Linked DNA regions of Mus musculus: region 1 is linked to region 2. The links are chromatin contacts, called in public Hi-C maps. All regions are on one chromosome and are shown on one strand. The core of a region is the stretch at or near the end of the contact, and the rest is flanking DNA. Distances in the headings are between cores, read along the strand shown. Region 1 overlaps Tenm4 (teneurin transmembrane protein 4). Region 2 overlaps Tenm4 (teneurin transmembrane protein 4).

Region 1 (6,712 bases), core at 2,921-5,420, 280 kb before region 2:
TTTTTTGCTGTTATTGGTTTTGTTTTCTTTTTTTTTTTTTTTCATCTTGGTACAATGTAACAGTGGTATGGTAAGGTACAATGTAACAATGGTATGGTAAGTAACAATAGCCATGGTTTTATTACTGGAAGTGAGAACACAGGAGAACAGGATGGAGGCTATACTTGCTTTTACCTGGCATTGGGAAGAGAAGGATAGATGATAGCACCCCCTTGGGAGTATCTGCTTGGGGACTTGTTCCCACTCCCAGCTCCCTCCCCTTTGTCCCTTGTATTCTAGACCACAAACCATACGTTTTTCCTGCATTTTCCAGGAGAATGTGTGGTGCCCGTGCGTGTGTAATGTTCTCCCATCTGCCTAAAATGTCATCTCTACACACACTCCAACAGTCTTGTCCTTCAGCGCCCACTTCAGAGGACTTCTGTGAAGTTCCTGCTCAGAACTCTCATCTCGCTCCCTCGAAACCGCACACCAAGGCCTTGGTATCCTGCTAAGCTGCACCTCCCTCTCCTCTCCACCCAGACATCAGGCAGTGTGAGGGCGTGGCAAGGCTTTCTCTGTAGTGCAGAGCCTGGACCGTGCCTAGTGAGTACTTAGTCACAGGGGCAAAATAGAGGACTGAGCAAATAAACAGGGCAATTAGCAATCATCTAGAGGGGTGGTTTTCACATGTTTCAGAAGTAGAATAATTTGGTAGATGACATTTCCTAAGGACCTCAAAATAGGAAACAAACCAAAAGAAGACCCGCCCTAGATGTAATGGTGACAGAATTCCTCCCCAACTCTGGTGGTTCCAAAGGCAATTTGATCAGCCTCTGAAGGAACCATCCAGAAAGTTGTCAGGATCCTTTCCGTTTTTGTAACGAGGAGATTGGGAGGTACTAATATTTTCACAAGGCTACCAGGAAGGTGGTTGCAGGAGTCTGGAGTGCGGACCTTCCATTTCTAGGCTAGATGCTAGATCTGTTGGTGTGTCTGAAGGAGCAATGAATGGGAGTGAAGATGCCGGTTCAGGTGAGTGCTCTGCGAGATCAGGATACTGTGGAAACAGCCATTGATGACCCGTCTCAGGCAAAAATGAAGGAGCTCACCTTCTCTTCATTTTCCCGGTTCAGGCCCACCCTTCTTTCTGGCCTATGAAAGAGCTACTAATAAGGCCTGTGGGCACTAATGAAAAAAATCCTCAAGTTCTAGCCCATCTTTATTAGACACCCAGATCCTTACTTCCCTCAAGTGATAAACTTTTCTCTGTTTGATGAGAAAAGCAATTAACACCAGGCTTGTAAGCAGCTGGTCTCACTCGTGTCAGCTTGTCCTTTCTGAAGGCAACAACAACTATCCACAATGCACCACATGCCTTGCTCCCCCACCCCCATCCCCAAACCACCACCACACACCTCACCTCACCTCACTCTGCACAGTCTGGCTAATACTAATTCAGTCAGTGTTTTCCTTCTGAGGCCCTTGGTCTAAATGCAATTACATGGCAAACCAGTAAATCAGGTGAGGCTCAGCAAAGACTTCCAGTCCTGTTCTGAAGGTCTCCCGATGTATTTATGTGAAATTATCTTTCCACTAATGGGAGGGATTTATTCATCAATTGTACTCAGCTGGTACTGAGAGAGGCTTTCTTTAATGGAGGACAATTGAATTTTGTATTGCTGGAACTTTGTCCTTCCAGTGAATTACTAACAGATCTCAGCGCCTCAGATCCTGGCTATGATCCAGCCTTCTGACATGTACAGTACTTTTGGATTCTGCCTGGATAGTAACCAGCCCTCTGTCGGTGGTTTCCATCATGGGGCTGCCCTGGCTACCCCCACCCCGTGCACATGCAGACCAGCATCCTCTGATTTATCTCTCTTGTGGGGATTTTCTGGTTGTTGGGAAACATTAAATCAGCGCCATTTGGCTATCATTTAGTCTCCATTCGGCAAACCAGAGCAGATGCAATTTTAGGGCAGGCTCCTGTGGATTGCTTTGGATTCTGCAGAAGATTAAGTTGACTCCCCCAGCCCCTGCAGGCCACAGAGGCCTCATGGCAAGACAGGCATTTGGCTCAGAAACCAAGCCCTAGAGGAAAACACTTCCATTCTATTTCTGTTTAACCAGGGTTTTCAGTTGTCAAGAGAACGCTGTTTAATATTAGGGCTTCCCTGGAGCAAAGGAGATGGGGAAGTCACTTTGTGGTGGTCTCTGTCTATGCTCCATGCCGTGTGCTTTCGTCAAGGGAGGTTTGAAAAGATGTGCGTGCTAGGCAGGTTTCCCAGCGATTGTTTTCTCTATGCAGTTATTCAACAGATACTACCAGTGAGATGTTGGTAAATGCTTAAGGATAGACGAGAAACCGAGAGAGAGGGAGTAGGAAAGTGAGAGGGCGAGGGAGAGAGGTGGTTGCAATCTTTGATAGTTACCCTTTCCTATGGTGTAAATACTCCCATCATGGACAAATTCAAGCTACCAACTGTATGCTGCTGGATACAAAGTTGGGAAGAGGTGCATAATGGAATGCGAGTATGTGATATTTCTATCTCAGAGATATATTAGTCTCAGACAAGTTCAAAAGCAATGATAATTATAAAATATAATAAAATACTTAGGAAGTGACAGGTTTTGAGTTATTTATAACCTTTTAATATCGTTTCAATTTCATATAGCTTAGTTTTTAAATTTTAAATCGAAAATCTTATTTTACACATATGAGTGTTTTTCCCGTATGCATGTCTGTGTACCACATGCATGCCTGGTGCACATGGAGGTCAGGAGAGGGCATGGGATCCCTTGGGACTAGAGTTACAGACTGTTGTGAGCCATCATGTGGGTACTGGAAATCAAACCTAGGTCCTCTGGAAGAATAGCTTTTGCTGTTTAGCAACCAGCTTACCAAATTTCTAAATATTTAATAATCAGTTCTAATGAGCTCAAATGAGTTGGTGCTTTCATTCCCCTGGGTCACTCCTCATACTAAAGGCCAGGTTTGGTGTTACGGCGAGAACCACTGACCAGGGTGAGAATCCTAGTCACTCTCTGGGGGGTTTCTCTATATCCCAGTCCTATATGTATGTATGATGCATGTGTTAGTTATTTTTTTTTTCCAATTGGATATGAACTGGGGGCATCTTGGAAGACAGAATCTCAATTGAAAATATGCTTCCTTCAGATTGGCCTACAGGCAAGTCTGTGAGGGCATTTTCATGATTAATGGTTGATGTGGGAGGGTCCAGACCACTGCAGACAGGTGATCCCGGGTTGTATAAGAAAGCAAGTTGAGCAAGCCATGGAGAACAAGCAAGCAAGCAGCATTCCTTCATGGTCTCTGCTTCAGCTCCTGCCTTGAGTCCTGTCCCCAAACCATTCATGATAGACTATGACCAGGACGTGTAAACCAGACAAACCCTTTCCTCCCCAAGTTGCTTTCAGCCATGGTGTTTTATAAGAGCAATAGAAAGCAAACTGGGACAATGGCTCTTGTTTTCTCCTTGGTCACTTTCTTGGGATGATGGAGAGAGGAGGTATTATTTCCTAGTCATCCTTAGAATGACTCCCACTGTCAGCACTTCAGGAAAGCTGTCACCAGCTCTTCCTGTTACAATTAATCACCCTTTCCTCTGGGCTCCTCTATACTTAAAAGCATCTCTCTGTGGCTTTGATGGTCCCACAATTACACCACTCACATTTACAAAGCCATCTCACATGCCTGGGGCTGACTCACTCCTAGTATATAGAGCAAGCAGGGGCTGCAGCTAAGAACTTGAAACCCACGGAGAAAATATTTGCTCAAGGTCACCCAGAGATGAACATAATTGGCTAAGCCTAGTTTCTCACGTACGAATCCTTACTGTGACTGTTGTGTCATGTGTCTACAGTCACAGAAATCCCAGGTACCTTCGATGAGCCGGCACTGCTGGCTGCTAGAGTTATAAATCCCAGTCCTTGATTACTTGCTAGAGCTCACAAAAGCCATTTTGAAATGCCTTAGTGTGTTTGTCCCTGTTATCAGAGTGTCAACACATGGAATTAGCATATGTCAGGCAGCTGGGACACAAAACAAGCAATTAGGCTGGGTGAACCCTGCCAGGAGGCAGTGCTCCTGCCAGGCCAGCTGGGGTGGTGTCACATATACTGGCATTAGCGCAACGATACACTCAGAGCCTGAACAAGGTGCCCTTGCTGGTGACTAGACGATCTGCCTGATTGCTTCCTGAGGCCAGAGGCCAGGCTTTGGAAAGAGAAGAGTCTGCCGGAGAGACAGCAGATGGATTGCTACCCAGCCCTCCCTCGAAACAGAAGCGAGCAGATCAAAAAAAGCAGCCTCGACCTCGATGCCACTCGGGGAAAGCAGCAGAAAGAGCCGAGGTTGGGAAGTCACAGCTCCTTGTTCTGACTCGGATCTAGGCGATTCTGGAGAGCCACCCACCTCTGATCCTCCATCCCTTCATCCGTTATCTGTCCTGAGGTTTTTCTCGATCTAGTGTAAAACAGAATCCAACAGAACTCTCAAGAGCTTCAACTTGTGCTTTCTCAAAGAGTTTTGATCATTTTTTACCTGGCACTATGCAAACAGTTCACACAGCCTTCAGACCAGGGGGCTTTCATCTTAATGAGGTTCATAGCATGCATGTTCTTGCCTCTGAGCTATTCTTGCTGTCTTCCACAGACCTTGTGTACTAGAAATGTGCCTGCTCACCTTTCAGATTCAGCCACAGCATTTACCAAGCAGTGGCCACCATTCCTGCCTCTCGGGGATACTTCTGTAGAAAATGAGTCACACAATTAAGACAATCTTATTCCCAAAGTGGATTCTACTCCACGTGGATGGGACTAGCCACATTTCCCTCAAGCTCTTTTTCCCAGCACTGAGCATGGCTGATGTTCATTTTCAGTAGGCAAAGGAAAATATCGTCCAAGGGGCTGTTTGTCCTAGAATTTGAATGCATGGCGTGGCATAAGCTTTTAATAAATTATTTACTGAATCATGATATGAGATGCTTCTCTTACAGAAGGTGAGGTAGTGTCTGAGACCCTGAAGCCACTTGATCTTGATAGGGTTGTGGTTAGAGACCCCAGGCTGAGAGCTGAAACTTCTTCCCAAGGTGGGCAATTTCTGCCCCTGGATAGTTCACTTGGCTTCTGCTTGCATAACTTGTTTGAAAAATAAAATTAACAAAAATGCCAGAAATCATTAGGTTTTAAGTTACTGTTTGAGGTATAGTGTATAAACAGGTAAAGGAAATGCTAAGTGGAGGGAGAGAGTCTGCAACTTCTTTCCTTTTTGGTTATTTAATGAAAACAGCTGGCATTCAGGGCATGGGAGAAATCATTAGGGATCTAGGTAGCAAATTCTAAGTGTACGTTTTCCCTGCCTACTAGTGTTTGCAGCTCTGTGCTGCTGTTGCTGCTGCTGCTGCTGGTGGTTATGTAAATCACCTCACCTCACAAGGTGCTTTAAGTGGATTTATAAGCCTGACTTGTACGAAACCTTAAACTGTCTTCTGTCAGCTCCTGTTGATTGAATGAGATTTTTTTCAGCACCAACCACAATTTATCCAAAGTCTGTAAGAGATGTGTCTATAGTCATACTGCTTTTAGAGGAGGCTGGGCTCCCAGCCCAGCCCAGGTTACTCTGAGCCAGTGCTCTGTAGCGTGAAGCCTCTTTGTGTGTCGTGCTATGTTAAAGAGATGGTTAGAGCCAGTTGGAGATGTGGAGGGTAGCAACATCTTGCTGAAGAGGAACTGAAGATGCTGAACTTGGAACACGCATGATGCAGTGAAGAACTGATGCTTCTACTATTTACAAGTCTATGACCTTTGGCTTAGTGATTGGGCTGTGCCTTGGTTCTTCAAGTTTTAAAGAAGGAGCCACCAACTGAGCCCTTCTGCGCTGTTTTGGAAGCTGGGAGTGGAGAACTAAACCCATCATGACTTATGGAAAGTATTCCTAGCAATGCCTGACAAAGAACATACCATTGGTGAATGTCTTGTGTTGTTTCTGTATACAAGTATCTGGGTATTTTATCTCATTGACTCTTTAAAACAACCCAGTGGCAATCAGAAACTTCAGAGTGAGTCTCCTCTGTCCAAGGTCACTTGTCTCACTTGTCCCAGACCTTGATCTAGGTCCCTTCTCTCTATGCACTAGATAGTCTTTGCATCACCATATCGTCCTGTGCTAATGCTTCCCGTGATGGACAAGGAGGAGCATGCTTAAGCTGCAAAGCAAACAGAGATGGTAATTCCTTTTGAAATCAATAAAGGGATGATCAAGTGGCCGAGGAGGAGTTGTTAGCTGCTCGTCAGGATGATGTGAGACGCCGCTGCCTGCATCCTCAATTGAATCCACCTTGTTGCTTTATCATCATAAACATTCATTTCAATGTGGGGAGGGATTTTTAAAAACCAACATGAATAATATATTACGGCTGACATTTTGGAGGAAGCAGGATCTTTATCTTTTTCCATCTTCCAGTAGGTAATTCATCAATGTCTTTCTTTCCTTTTTTTTTTTTTCCTTCCCTTTTTGGTAACTGATGGGGTAGCCTGTCAGCTCAGCTTGTTTTGAAAGTGCAGGAGTGTAATTCAATAATAAATCCACTCAGAGGCCAGCTGTCAGGAAGCTGCTGTTTATCTGCAGTTCATTAGAAGATCCTCACTGCTCAGCCCCTTCGAGGGTCTTGGTTGGTTGTGTGAGGCCTGGGGACAGAAGTGGGGGCAG
Region 2 (6,663 bases), core at 1,134-3,633:
GTTTGTTTGTTTGTTTGTTTTATATCCAGATCATATTGGAGAGGCTATAAGTTCATTTGCTTTTCTGGAAGTTTCTAACATGGACAAGGAAATTTATGTCCTAGATAGAGCCAGAATTATTTCCCAGACCTCACAGTTTATGAGTCGAGCACATGTTTCTACAAAACAGTGCACACCATGGAGTGGAGTTGCCAAGCAAGACAATGATGATGGAAAGGGGCACACCTGGGTTTAAGTCTTGGCTGTGGCCGTCCCTTCACCATGTCACTGAACTCCAGATCAATGTGCTTGCCTAGAAAATGAAAACAAAAATGTCTCTTCTAACTCATTATTACTAAATTCTCTGACTTAAACCAGGTTTGTTCTTTTTCAGCCTCGTTGGGAACTTGGGGGCTTACAGTGTGTCCAGGAGTTACATGGTGAGCTGCCCAATAAGAGACAAACTCCGAAGGCACTGTTCAGTCTCTAGCCCAGTTACCTGGCTCAACTCCCTGTTCTGGAAGGTGCTGTCTCTCTGGACAGTAGGTTGAATTGCAGCACTTTGAACATTTCGAGCTTCCTGACAGTTTTTCTTCTAGATCTTGGTAAGAATAACTCTCAAGAGTCTGGGGCCGGGGAGCGTGGAGGGTGAAGCAAGCCGACTTGGTAAGCGCTCTCTTCACATGCCCTGGAGATACCCGCCTGTTCTGTGGACTTGGTGCCTCATTAGCTTAACTCACCATTTCCTCTTTGATGCCAGACTGTATAATCATGGGGGAGCAGAGGGAAGACCTGAATTTCTTTCATTTTATTTTCTAAGTGATTTTCTAAGTTGGCGCCTTGGATAAAAGCAGAGAGGCCACCCAGGCCTCTTCAGGCCTCCAGGTGTGGCTCTGCAGTGGGCTCCTCTGGGAACCCCTCTCTTTCCCGCTCAATCAGATCATAACAGCCCTCCAGACCCAGGTTCAGAACCTGAGTGAGGAAGAGGACTGACCTCCTCGTACGCAGGGAAAGTGAGTAGCTCCTTCAGGTGGACCTTTAAGCAAATGGCATGATCAGATTGCCTGAATTCAGGGCCCACGGAACAGGGACTTTCCCAGTGATGGACGAGCTAGCAACACCTCAAAATTGGCATGAAATCTTATGTTTTCAATTTTAATTATTTTTTATCTTCTATGTGTATGTGCATACATATTTTTATGGGTTCACATGAATCTGTGTGTACACACGCATGTGGAAGCCAGAGGGCAACTGTGGGTATGGTTCCTGAGGCGCTGTCTCCCTAATTTTTTTTTTCTTTTTGGGATAGGGTTGGTCTTGGATTTGCCAATTAGGCTATACTGGGTATCCAGCAAGACCCAAGGATCCATGACCCCAGCACTGGTATCACAAGCTTGCCACTGCCCCTGGCTGTTCATTTTTTTTCAAATGTTGGTTCTAAGGATGGAGTCAAGTTTTTGTGCTTATGTGGCAAGCACTTCACTGACTGAGCCATCACCCCAGACCTCAGATTTTATAGTTTTGAACTATGATGATTAACATTACTGAATGATGAGCCCTATTATAGAGCATTGCTCGGCAGTGTTAGTATGTTTGCAATACTGTAATGACCATCATTTCTGTTTATCTCCAGAACCTCCTCATTCTCCCAACTGGAGCTCTGTAGCCAGTAACAATCATCCCTTGTTTTAGTTAGGGTTTTACTGCTGTGAGCAGACACCATGACCAAGACAAGTCATATAACGGATAACATTTAACTGGGGCTGGCTCACAGGTTCAAAGGTACAGTCCATTATCATCAAGGTGAGAGCATGGCAGCATCTAGGCAGACATGGTGCAGGCAGAGCTGAGAGTTCTACATCTTCATCTGAAGGTTGCTAGTGGAAGACTAACTTCTAGGCAGCTAGGATGAGGGTCTTAAGTCCACACCCACAGTAATACACCTACCCCAACAAGGCCATACCTTCTAATAGTGCCATTCCCTGGGCCAAGCACATACAAACCATCACATGCCTTACGCTCCCCTCACCCATCTCTAATAACTATTAGTGTGTTGCTTTTAAAGCACAGGTTCTGTGTCTCAGAAAGGTGAACCAAGTTGTCCAAGGCTTAACAGCTGGGACTTGGTCCAGATCTCCTGTGGGGTTGGGGTGGGGCAGGCCTCTGAAGTCAGTGATTTTTCCAGTCTGGGATGCCTCTGCTATACGTACAGGTGGCTGACTTCCCACTTCTCCCACTGCTGCTCTGCTTACTACATTTTAGAATAATGCCTGCCATGCCAGGGACACTCAGCAATCACAAAACAAATGACACATGAATCCACAAGAGAGATTTTTGCCATCCTGCCCCAGTGTTGGGGATGGAGCCCTGATCACATCCTCTGTCTTTGGAAAACATTTATTGGATGCCTACTGGGTGTCTGCCATGCTGGATAATCCTCACTGCCCCCCAGGTTGGTGACTTCGCCTTCTAGGAGGAGGGGCCTGCAGGCTAGCTCTGCCTGACAGTCCTGAGGAGGAGGGCTTATACTGCCAGTCAATTTTGTATTTATTTCAATTAAACACTGACATAAAAGTGGCTGACATTAACTTTCAGGGACAGAAACTGGCTTTAATGGTCCCTATAAAAGTTATTACTGATGACAGTTACACACAGCAGCCCTGTGTCCTCAGAGAAAGCTCCCACTGCTGTCAATACTGTTGACCATTACTACTGACTAATGCAAGGCCACCCGGGAAAGGGGAGTGCACGTTTCTGTGGCTGAAGGTCACAGGGGTTTATGGTTCAGCCCTTTACATTCATCAGGCGGTTCCCCCTTAAGAACTAGGATTCACATTGCTGCTGTTCTCAAAGGAGAGATCCCAAAGTCCCTGTGACTCAGATGGAAGCAAACAAGAGAGGTCCACGTTCCCATCAAAGCTTTGCCAACACGCTGAGAGTTGCTGTCGTGCTAGTTGACTTTTGTTTGTGGAGTGTTTGTTTTCCCGTCTGGAGGATGGGAATGCCATTGCGGTGTTATGGGAATTAGAGGCTATCTCATGTGTGTACTGGGGCCCTTGGCAAGCACTGATTTCCCTTGTTCCTGAGCAGTGGCCTCACTGTGATGGGATGACTAGCTAACACATTCAGTATATCCAATCCCTCCTCTGATGAGATCCAAGCACTCCTCAGAGAAAATGGACAGAACCAGGTCTAGAGGGCTGGATGGTTGAGTGGCAGAGGATGGGATGGTGGGAGGTCAGATGGGAAGGCAAGAGAGAAGGAAGAAGATCCTGGAGAGAACAGACTCTCTGGATAGGGCCTACCCTCTATTCAGCCAGGCACACAGGACTGTGCCCTTCATTTCTCTGATCCTCAATTTCCTCGGCCAAGCAACAATTCTATGAACCCAATCAATGAATAATAGCAAGCCATTCTGATGATCGCCATCCTTATTCAGGCTGGAGTGTAAGACAGCCATTAATGGAAACTTCCCAATGGAGTCAGGGCTCGAGAGAGTATGGAAACCTGTAGGGTGTCTGCTTTGGGAGTCCAAGCCTGAAAGAGATGCAGAAATTAGAGGTCCTTTGTTGAACTCTCCTTCCACTCCTTTGCCTGACTGGTTCCTCTGAGTATAGCTGCCTTAGAGCTCTAAGTGGAGTGTTAAAGTCTGAGTGGAGATGGAAAGAGGGGGTGGGGCATGCCAGGGAACCAGCAACCAACCTCCTGGCCCCACTATCTGCATTCTCATGGCATATGTCATTATCCCCCCAACAGAGGCTTAATTCAGCTGTAATTCAGCTCTCAGGGATATACAGTAACGTGGGCGATACGTGTCTTGCTCTGTCATGACTTTATAGAAAGTGATCCTTTTAGCACCATAGCAAGAAGCCCTCAAAAGAACAGGCAATCCTAGTATTTTGCTACACAGAAAATTCAACACAGTAACTAAAGCTAACAGAGTTAAGATTTTAGATTGGTAAAAGGGCCAGAGTTCTAACTCCATCCTGCATGTGAGCCAGGCAGATTTCTTGGCTTTTGTGGCCAGTGTTCCCTGTTTCTGTGCAATGGTTGTAATAAAATCGACTTCAAAGAGTTGAAGAGGCAGTAAATGAGCTCCTGTGGCTGGAGTGCTCAGCCGTGCTTGGGCATTGATAATCAGGAACCGTGATTAACTCTCTCCATCCCTCGTACTCTCCCTTGTACCTCAGTCCTCAGCACAGCAATATTAGATGGCCAGAATCCCAGGTCTACAAGGCTTGAAGCTACAGAAGGCAGCTATCAGAACACTGCCCCCTCCCTGATGAGCTGAGAATAAAGGGTTCTGTGGTTAAAGACTACAAAGCGTGCTACAAATACTGGTGATTTATCCATCAGCATGCCTGTTAATGTTTTAAAGGCTCTGAGAAGTCCTGCACAAGAAAAACTGGTTGATGCGTGTTTCGTGTTTCCTCACTGCAATGTCGCAAAAACCGCTTTCCCTTTCCTAATTAAAAAAAAAAAAAAGACTTTTCCCTTTTCTAATCCACGAGCTCAGAAAATGAGGGGTGAGGCCTTCCTTTAAACGCCAAGTGGGGAGAGTGAGGGCCAGAAACCAACATAGCCAATGCCATACCCAAGGCCAGTGGTGGAGTAGATACTTCTGTTCCTCCAACCAGACCTCATTTTCTCTGAGCGACCCTAGTGTTTAAACTTGTGCTGTGCTTCTGTGTACAGTGGGTTAGGGAGAGTCAGGGCTGTTAGCTCAGCCTGGGCCTTGGTGGCAGATGAAAGTGTACAAGTTATTAACTGTGGAAGGGAAGATCCACAGGGGCTGAGGGCACAGGACCCTCCCTGGAATTAGGGAGTGGGTGACTCTGTCAAGTTAGTTCTTAGGCCTGGCCGCTCCTTAACTCCTACAAAGAACTCGGAGGGTCCAGAGAGTAGAACTGACACCTGGAATCCTGCCGCAGCTGGCTCTTTAAGGGGATGAAATCCTCTACCAGGTTCTGACTACCCTGGTCAGCTGTCTGGTCTCTAATCTGGGCTTTGATCTTCGCAGCTCAGCTGGAGCTGTCTTGTTAAAGGGGGCTAAACTCTCATCCTGACCCAGATGCTGGCTGGAAATCCAGGTTCTTGCATTTAGAGCTGGCAGCCAGTAGGGGGCACTGGCACCTGGCTGGCTTTCCTCATTCTGAGTTAAAAACAATCTCCAGTGTTGCCCTGCCAGTTACAGTAATGAACACACATTCTCGGCCGAGCTTCTCAGAAGCAGATCTCCCCAGGTGGGACTGTTTTAGGCTCTGCCAGTCTCTCCAAGGCCCCAGCATTGGTCCACAGTGGACCCCTCCACAGGGCTGACCTGGCAGGGCAAACCAGGTGGTGTTTATGCAGCACGTTTCTATGCCACACATTTCCTGACCCCAAGACTTTCGGTTCCTGGACACCTCACACGTACAGTCATGTAAGCTTCTTCCTCCTAACTGGAACTTTGGAGCCCTTGACCTCTATCTCCCCTACACCCCAAATGCCAAGTTGCTCCCATTTGAAAATCTTGGTCCATAATCCTCCTGAGCAACCGAAGGCATGGAATAGGACAGGAGATTGCATAGGACTGCTGAGCAACTGGACACTAGAGAGACTCAGAGCAGATCGGGTCCCTCTGGACTCCACAGGAAACAGCTCTATAGGGGGGCGGCTAGCAACATCTGCAGCCCTCTGTTCCCTTACCTTGTAAGTAATAACCCAGCCCTTTAGCCCTGCCCCAGTCTGGACTAAAAGTGCAGTGACCCCTCTCTGACATGTCACTGATGGGTGGGTATTTCATGTGACACTGCAAAAGGCTCTGACTTTTGCCCACTGAGAGCAAAGCAATTTTTCATCAGCTTCACCAGGGCTCTAGTGATGGAGCAGGAAATCAATATTATAATTAAAACCATGCCCTGGTAACCCCGTGTAACCAACGGGCCAGGTGAGCCACTCACCGGTTTCTGTGTTCTCATGCTCCGTGTCCGTGAGTGTGAGGTTGGAGTTGGCCCGGCTGGACAGGCAGGAACTGCGCCCTGACCGTGTGCTCCGGCCCCACAGGCGCACTGGGTGTTCAGGGGATAGCACAGTGTCTGCTTCCAGGTCTGCATCAGAGCTGGCCCCCATGGAATAGCCACAGTGTGGGAGGCCGATGTCTGTCCTGTAGAGAGTCCCATGAGGGGGCGTCATCTCTCCCAGTCCCAGTTCACGAAGAGTGAAATTAGTGCCTGAGAGGAAACAAGATAATCATAGGGAAGGTGTGTGTGTGTGTGTGGGGGGGCAAGTTTTCCAAACCAGAAGCCCCTTTCCCCTGTTGGCTCCAGCCACTTCCTCTGCCTTCACCCCTCCTTCTCTAGCCAAGTGCCATGCATGAAAGCTGATTCAAACTGCCTTCTTCTATGAGAGCTCCCCATTGTCTACCCATACTTATAGGCATAGGTCTTCTGTCTTCTGCACCCAGTTCTCCCTGAGAGATTGCCTTGCCCTGGTGCCACTAGATGATAGAGTAGCCTGCCACTTCTGCTGAAGGTGGCTTCTACACAGGCTGGTGCTATGTCTTGTTTTTCTCTAAATTTCTGTGTCACCAGCCAAATACAGTATCTTCAGGGCACGCAGTATAACATGTCTGTTAAATTGCATTGAAGGTTTCTGGTCTCTTCTCGCAAATGGGACTTGTTGACAAGTCCAGATCAGGACAGA

Evidence for each region. Hi-C and Micro-C count contacts between places; a contact is called where the count stands out from the background.
Region 1: a Hi-C map of the N1E-115 cell line shows a contact between it and region 2, with 2.4 times the contacts expected there. The contact joins two enhancer-like sites. A contact is called at or near these places in 4 of 484 Hi-C or Micro-C datasets (the N1E-115 cell line, cortical neurons and uterus).

Annotation. Positions count from the first base shown.
Region 1 is chr7:96,830,174-96,836,885 of GRCm38.p6, reverse strand. The region is part of intron 19 of Tenm4 (teneurin transmembrane protein 4); the gene reads right to left. Among named protein-coding and RNA genes, the nearest start is that of Gm15413, 32 kb to the right of the region's middle. Within about 2 kb of position 4,170, at least 54 of the 459 cell types and tissues checked have an H3K27ac peak or open chromatin away from gene starts, as enhancers often do. A contact at or near this core is called in the N1E-115 cell line, where this site is marked.
Region 2 is chr7:96,553,006-96,559,668 of GRCm38.p6, reverse strand. It overlaps Tenm4 (teneurin transmembrane protein 4), which reads right to left. Exons shown (of 33, transcript NM_001310762.1): 6 at 5,922-6,191. Among named protein-coding and RNA genes, the nearest start is that of Gm15412, 210 kb to the right of the region's middle. Within about 2 kb of position 2,383, at least 4 of the 459 cell types and tissues checked have an H3K27ac peak or open chromatin away from gene starts, as enhancers often do. A contact at or near this core is called in the N1E-115 cell line, where this site is marked.